Linked DNA regions of Ovis aries: region 2 is linked to region 1. A link is a contact called in public Hi-C data. All regions are on one chromosome and are shown on one strand. Each heading gives the region's core, a stretch centred on a gene start, on an enhancer-like site or on the middle of the called end of the contact. The rest is flanking DNA. Distances are from core to core; before and after follow the strand shown. Region 1 overlaps ELF4 (E74 like ETS transcription factor 4). Region 2 holds the start of AIFM1 (apoptosis inducing factor mitochondria associated 1).

Region 1 (3,008 bases), core at 317-2,816:
CTTAGCATGTGGTAGATGCCCAATGTGTGTTGGTGGAACGATCACATTAATGAATGACACTGGTCAGTCGGTACCAGTGAGGTGGGGTGTGTTCTCTGGCCTGTAAGTATATGCATGTGTATACTGGGTGTGGGGTGGGTGTCCAGTGGTCTAGCTTACAGGAAAGAGAGAAACTTGTGCGCTGTGTGTGTGCTATGTCTGTGTATTTTTGCATGGTAATTTACAACCAGGAGCAGGAGTTGGGGAGGGAGTTCCCTGTGGGTGTGCGAGCACACTGCAGATAATATGTATGTGCCGGGTGTGGGGACAAGTGCGTGAGAGCCTCTGTGTGTCAAAGGGCTTCGGTCCTGGTCGGGCCAGCAGAGCCACAAGCACGGTCATCAGTTCCTCCTCCTCCAGGCCTGCCTCCGTGAGAATGACAAGCTCGAGCTAATACTAGCTGCTGCCGGCTGGTAGAAGCTGGCTGTGGTGAAGTGGGCTGGGGCGGGGCCTAGCGGCCACCACTGCCCAGCCCCCCCCCCCACATGGAAAATTCAAAATCCTCTTGCTTCCCAGGGAGAGCATGCCAGAGCAGAATGTGTATGTGGCCCATGCATCCTAGGGGTGAGCCCCCAGGGTCCACTCTGCTAGGGGGGGTGTGGTAGGAGAGGGAAGGCAGCTCTGCACTAGATTGGATGGAGCCTTTAGCCATCAATGCAAAGAGAGATTTGAAATAAAAGAAAGGCAAATCCAGTTGCCTTCTCTAAGTATCAGCATATCTCAGTATCCAAATTCAGGATTCTTCAAGTCTGAAGCTAAGGTGAACTCTGTGTGTGTGTGTGTGTGTGTGTGTGTGTGTGTGTAGGGCCGGATTGGCTGTCCTACTCTCTTGGTCAAGGCTAAGAAAACTCTCCCTTCACCCCTATGGAACCTTCCAGTCCAGAAGCTTTCACCCTTCCCCCTTCAGATGTTTGAGGATTTGAAAGTGAGAGGTGGGGAGCAGTCATTTGCATGTTCACTCACTCTCCCCCAAGTCCCTCAAAATAACCTCCCTCTCCCAGGAACCTGAAACCAAAGAAGCCACCAGCACAGAAGGCCCGCCCTGCTGGAGGCCAGAGAGGCCCACACAGGGGCTCCCCTCCTCAGAGACGCTCTGGGACACAGATTCAGCTGCCTAGAGGCCTGGACACTGCCTTATCGGTGAGTGGGGGGCTAGGGAGGTCCACAAGGACCCTGGCCTCACCTGGTAACCCATAGTAACCGGTGCTGAGCTCCTCCCACCCCACCCTTCATTGCAAACCTCACAGCTGGCTCCAGTCCAAGTCCACTCCCAGAGTGGCAAGAGATCTGCTCCCTTTGAGGCCACTGCAGTATCCCTGGCTCCCAGGGCCTGTCCTGCTTGGGCTGAAAGCAAAGCCTCTGTGAGAGCATATGGCCCCAGCTACTGAACGTGTGTGAATGTGTGTGTGCAGGCACACCACAGGAGGGAGCAAGCAAGCGAAGGCGCCCACATCCCGGGCTTGCAATGCACACCTCTGGCTCTCTGTGGTTGTGACTGCATTTCAAAACCAACATAGCAAAATAGAAGTGGTTTGGGCTGTTTCTGCGTCATCACAGCTGGGCCCCCTTCAGACCCTCTCTAGGGCTGTCACTGGAACACGTCAAGCGGTGTCCAGCACTCACCCATTGGGGCCTCCTCCACAGGAAACAGCCCCAATGTGAAAGCCACGTCCGCAGTCTCCGTGGAGCAAGTTTAAATCTACAGCCGCTCAGCCGAGCCAATGGCTCTCACAGAATCGCTAATAACACCCGTGGCATTTTCACACACGCCAGCAAACATGGGGGCCAGATGGTCAGCCAGGCCCGCAGAGCAGCGTTCTCACGTTCCTCATCCTCTCACAGCCAGCCCTCACTCCTGAAATACCCCGTCCTCCCTGAAACCTTTCTGGAATTCTCTGGAAAGGAAGTGACAATTTCCTTCATGCCATTTCCCACTCCCTCAACACTCCTCCCCCACAACCACAAACAAAGTGGAATCTACCCCAGGAATAGCTGTACCCTCCACTTAAAAACAGCCCCTCCTCCGGCTAATAGTCATCAAGCAGCATATTTGCACGCGGCACCACGTGATCAGAGACAGAAGGTCAGACCCAGGGGTCCAGTCTGCAGCCATGGACCAAGCAGAAGTAGCCCAAGTGTGGGACTCCCCTACAATCTTGGTCCAACTAGGGCTGGCCTCCAGTCAGCCAGCCGAGCCCCCCTCCTTGAGCAAAATGCCCAGTGAAGGGGTGCTTGCCACAGCGATTTTGTCAGCTTCTTCTACTCTGTTCCTGCCTCCTACCACCCCCTCCATCTGAGATGAAATCAGGAAGAGGGAGGGAAAAAAATAAATGTTTTGCAAGCTCTGTTGATTGGGGTTTCTCTGTGCTCATTTACAAGAAACCCAGTTTCCTTCCTTGGCCCTCGGTCACTGCCTGATTCCTTGTAGGGTTTGTCAGAGCTCTCACGGTGAGGCAGGCCCGGAGCTCTTCTCCCACTGTCCCTGCCCTTTCTCAGCTGCAAGCTTGCCCCTGCCTTCCCAGCCCCACAGCTGGCCCCATGGAGGGGCAGTTAAGGCTCCAGGCTGCAAGCACAGAGACGCATGCTCCTCTTTCTCCAGGAGACCATCAGCCTTCTCCCGGCTGCATCCCAACAAGAGGTGGGCCCACAGGGAAGTCAGCCATCTTTCTGGGCTCTGCTTTCTGTCATCCTTAAAGTGGGTGAGGGCCGAGGGGAATCCAGGCCTAGTAGGGGCTCACCAGGGTGTCTCGGGTGAATGAAGATGGTGGTAGAAAAGTGCTTTGAAAATTAACACACTCATTCAGATGACAAGTTACAGGTGACCTCCCAGAGACCAAAGGGGACTGGGGACCCCATTAAGCTCCCAGAAGTGCCCCCATGGCTCTAGAACATAGACAGGGTGGGCTGCAGGCTGCCAGCTGTCGCCTTGGAGGGGGCTGGCTCCTTTGCTAAGGTTGGGGGCCTTGCAG
Region 2 (3,392 bases), core at 660-3,159, 63 kb after region 1:
GAAGTCAGAATATACTCTACAGCAGACTGCCTTAAAACAAAGTCATGCAATGGAAAAGAACACTTTTAGTGAGTATATTTCAGTAGTTCTAATATCACCAACCATCTCAAACGTCTCTTAAATCAATTCACCTTTGCAAATCCACACTTAATTGATGAGAACGTTTGTTTAGACTTCAGAATGCTGGCAAAAGTTGTGAGTTTTAGGCAAAGTAAGTACACAAAGTTTGAAAGCCCAGTGTGGATGAAAGTCGTCAGCTTACCTAAATTTCTGTGTAAATTTCTGTCCAACTTACATACAGCATCCTCAATTCAATGCACAAAACCCATACAGATGACATCATAGACAGGATGTTAGTTTTCCAAACCTAATCTAGTTTTTCAAACTTCTGCAAAGGCAGAAGTGTTAAGTTTCAAGAGCAACATGCCTTAGGACAAACCTAAGGTACACCCATCAGGAAACTATTTCTTGAGGGATAGCAACTGGAAAAACTATTCAAATGTACATTTATAAAGCTCTCACAATCTAAGGGAAATATTTTCCACTTTTTAAAAAGCACCCAGCAAGCAGTTCCATGTTGAAAAGGCCTTAAGGCAGTTCTATATTGACACTGCTAATATGAATATCCTTGGGTGACCATTCAAAGATTATTGATGAAAAAAAACCCCAACAAAACCAAGCACCCTGTACTGGTGGATAATTCTTTACCCCCTTGAAGTTGTGCAGGCTGAAAATTGGCAGGTTCAAGACATGTTTAGATAAATTCAAGGATATCTGATGCCCAATGGGCTTAAAGGGAAACCAGATTTATCCTTAACCTTTTGAGATCAAACTTTAGCAAACAGTGTGGAGTTGGGGCGAGAAGATTAGGGACCTAGAGACAGGCAAACTATCCTCTGCTCTACCTATTAATTAGGAATATGACCTTGAGCAAGTAATTTCACCTCTCTGTGCCTCGGTTTATTATCTATAAAATGAGCGGGTTGAATTTTACCATGAAATCCCTTCCAGCTCTAAAATTTGCTAAAACAAGTTCATGGGCGGGGGGCAAATACAATGTGTTCTGCAAACTGTTTCTTTGAAACATTAGGGACCATCAAGAATTACACTGACCAGGCCAACTCAACTCAAATTAATTCTGGGCCAACTCTTTCTGGTGGCTGGCGCACAGCGGACAGACTTCTTACTTGCATTGCACTATTTCTGTTTCCCAAGGGACTCAAATCTGTGAATCTCATCTGGGGTTTGGAAGGTAAGCAGGTTACATGCTCATTTACAGAAAGAATTGAGACGTAGGGCTTGTGTCCTGCTTCAAGTCTCACAATCAATAAATGACAAAGTCTACTTGACCTCATTGCTCCAAGAAGGCGAACTGGGGGTGGCCAGGAGGTGGCACTGGACAATACAAGACAGCCAGCTCTTCTGTTATCCCTGAACAGCAAACCCTCACAGGAAGAGGCCTCAAGCCGACTACCGGGCTCAGATCCTTTGAAGGTCAGGTCGGCACGGCTTGCGAAACTCACAGTTTGGATCCCGCCAATTCGGAATTCACAGGATCGATCGTGAGTGTGTTTAGTTTTTTCCCCCAGGGATGAGGGTAGGGTGGGGGGAGCCCTGAGCGGCATAGGGAGCCTGTGGAACCCAGGCCCTTCTTCAAGGTGGGGGTTGCCCGGGATGGGTCAGTCACCTGGGAGACGGTTCCTCTGCCTCGGGCCTCGGACGCACACTGTCCGCACCAAGGGCGCCAGCTTCTGCTTCAAAGCACCCGCTGCCAGGCCTCCACACCGGAACATTTCGGCAACCGCTACCCTGGACCTCCTCCTCCTCTCCTTTCTTCTTACGCACGTACCAACGGGTCAAACACCCTGGGCCCTGACCCGCTCCCCCAGCTCCCTTCACACGCACTCTACGCAGGCTCCTCCTCCCAGCCCCGGGTGTGCATTGGACAGCTAAGCCGGCCTGCCAGAGCTGGAGAAGGGGACGCGCGACTGGAGGCTTACTGCGCAGGCGTGGCGCTCGGCGCAGCATTGCAATTGGCCCGCACGGGGAGAAGCTGGGCGCAGGCGTCTAGCTGTCCAAACACTTGGCAAGCCCCCAGGCGGAGTTGCTTGCAAGTTTCCAAGGGCTGGGGCCACCGTGTTCCGCTAAGCGAGCTCAGAAAGCTGTCTGAGGAGGGCCGGTGAAGCCGCTTTGCTGGGAGGTGGTGGCCGGTGCTGCCGCTGCGTCGAGGGCGGGAACCTGTAACGGCACCTCACAAAGCGTGGCCCCAGCACAGTTTGTTCTTATGTTTAAGCCACTGATTACTAGGTCCTACGCCTTCCGGATTCTCTGACGGTAGTCCACTTCCAGTTTTTCCGGAGGTCCGGCCGGGGCACCTGGCTATGCAGATTCGGAGGGGACTTCCTTCTTTTACAAGTTGCTGGCGCTTTCCCACCCAGCCCCTGTTTCCTGGAGGAGGAATCATTACGGGCTCTCTTTCCCAAATCTGTCGTCGTGCAGTTCTGTGTCTTAGACGCTGTCCCAGGTGCTGCGGATAGTCTCCTGCTCTTATGGCTTCCGTGCTTGAGAGCAGGATGCTGGCAAAGAGTTCGTGTTTCACAAACTTTCTGTGAGAGAAATCCTAAGCCGGATTTTAAAAATTATGGGAGGAGCAGGATGAGGGACTGAGTGTAAATAGGTGTTTTTGACTCCACCAAATGTAAAAATACAAATGTAAACAATATTTTTAGCAGTATGCAAAACATACGCCTTTTTCAAAGTTTTGAGTTACATATTTTTAATTGGCATATAATTGGAAATATAATTGCTCTATGATATAAATAAATATAATGAATTTAATAATGAAATATTATAAATAAATACAATAAATTAAATTTATTATATAAATATATAACACTGGAATATAATGTGCTGCAAATATTGCTTTACAGTGTTGTTAGTTTCTGCTGTACAACTTAAACCAGCTCTCTCTCTCTATATATATATCTTCCTGACCTCTTGAGCCTCCCTACCTACTCCCTTGAGTTACATGTTCATTTAACAAGTATTTATTGAGCACTTGCCACTTGGACTGTGCCATGAAAGGAGCTCTGGGGGATATGAAAAGTATAGGAAGTGGTCACTGTCTAGTTGAGAGATGAGAGATATTGGTCATTTAAATAATAACATCTGATGTAGTGCCAGAGCAAGAGAAAATAGTACGGGATGGAATAGCTAAGGAAGGACTTCATGTAAAAAGTGTTACTTGAGCTCTGTCTTGAAGAATGAATAGTAAAATTAACATAGACAGTGGAGGAGAAGAAATGATGTTTCAGATGGTGAATACTTTGGACCAAAATTAATATTTTCAGTGGTTAAGCATCATTGAATTTGGATCCAGTCTGCTCCAGGCT

The links. A called contact is a pair of places that touch in the nucleus more often than the background predicts.
Region 2: a Hi-C map of omental adipose tissue shows a contact between it and region 1, with 2.0 times the contacts expected there. The contact joins the promoter of AIFM1 here to the enhancer-like site in region 1. A contact is called at or near these places in 3 of 16 Hi-C or Micro-C datasets (liver, muscle and omental adipose tissue).

What each region holds. Positions count from the first base shown.
Region 1 is chrX:113,958,590-113,961,597 of ARS-UI_Ramb_v3.0, forward strand. The region is part of intron 1 of ELF4 (E74 like ETS transcription factor 4); the gene reads right to left. Among named protein-coding and RNA genes, the nearest start is that of ELF4, 21 kb to the right of the region's middle. Within about 2 kb of position 1,567, at least 18 of the 54 cell types and tissues checked have an H3K27ac peak or open chromatin away from gene starts, as enhancers often do. A contact at or near this core is called in liver, where this site is marked.
Region 2 is chrX:114,021,231-114,024,622 of ARS-UI_Ramb_v3.0, forward strand. AIFM1 (apoptosis inducing factor mitochondria associated 1) reads right to left here and starts at 1,910. Exons shown (of 16, transcript XM_004022381.6): 1 at 1,688-1,910. The coding sequence starts at 1,793.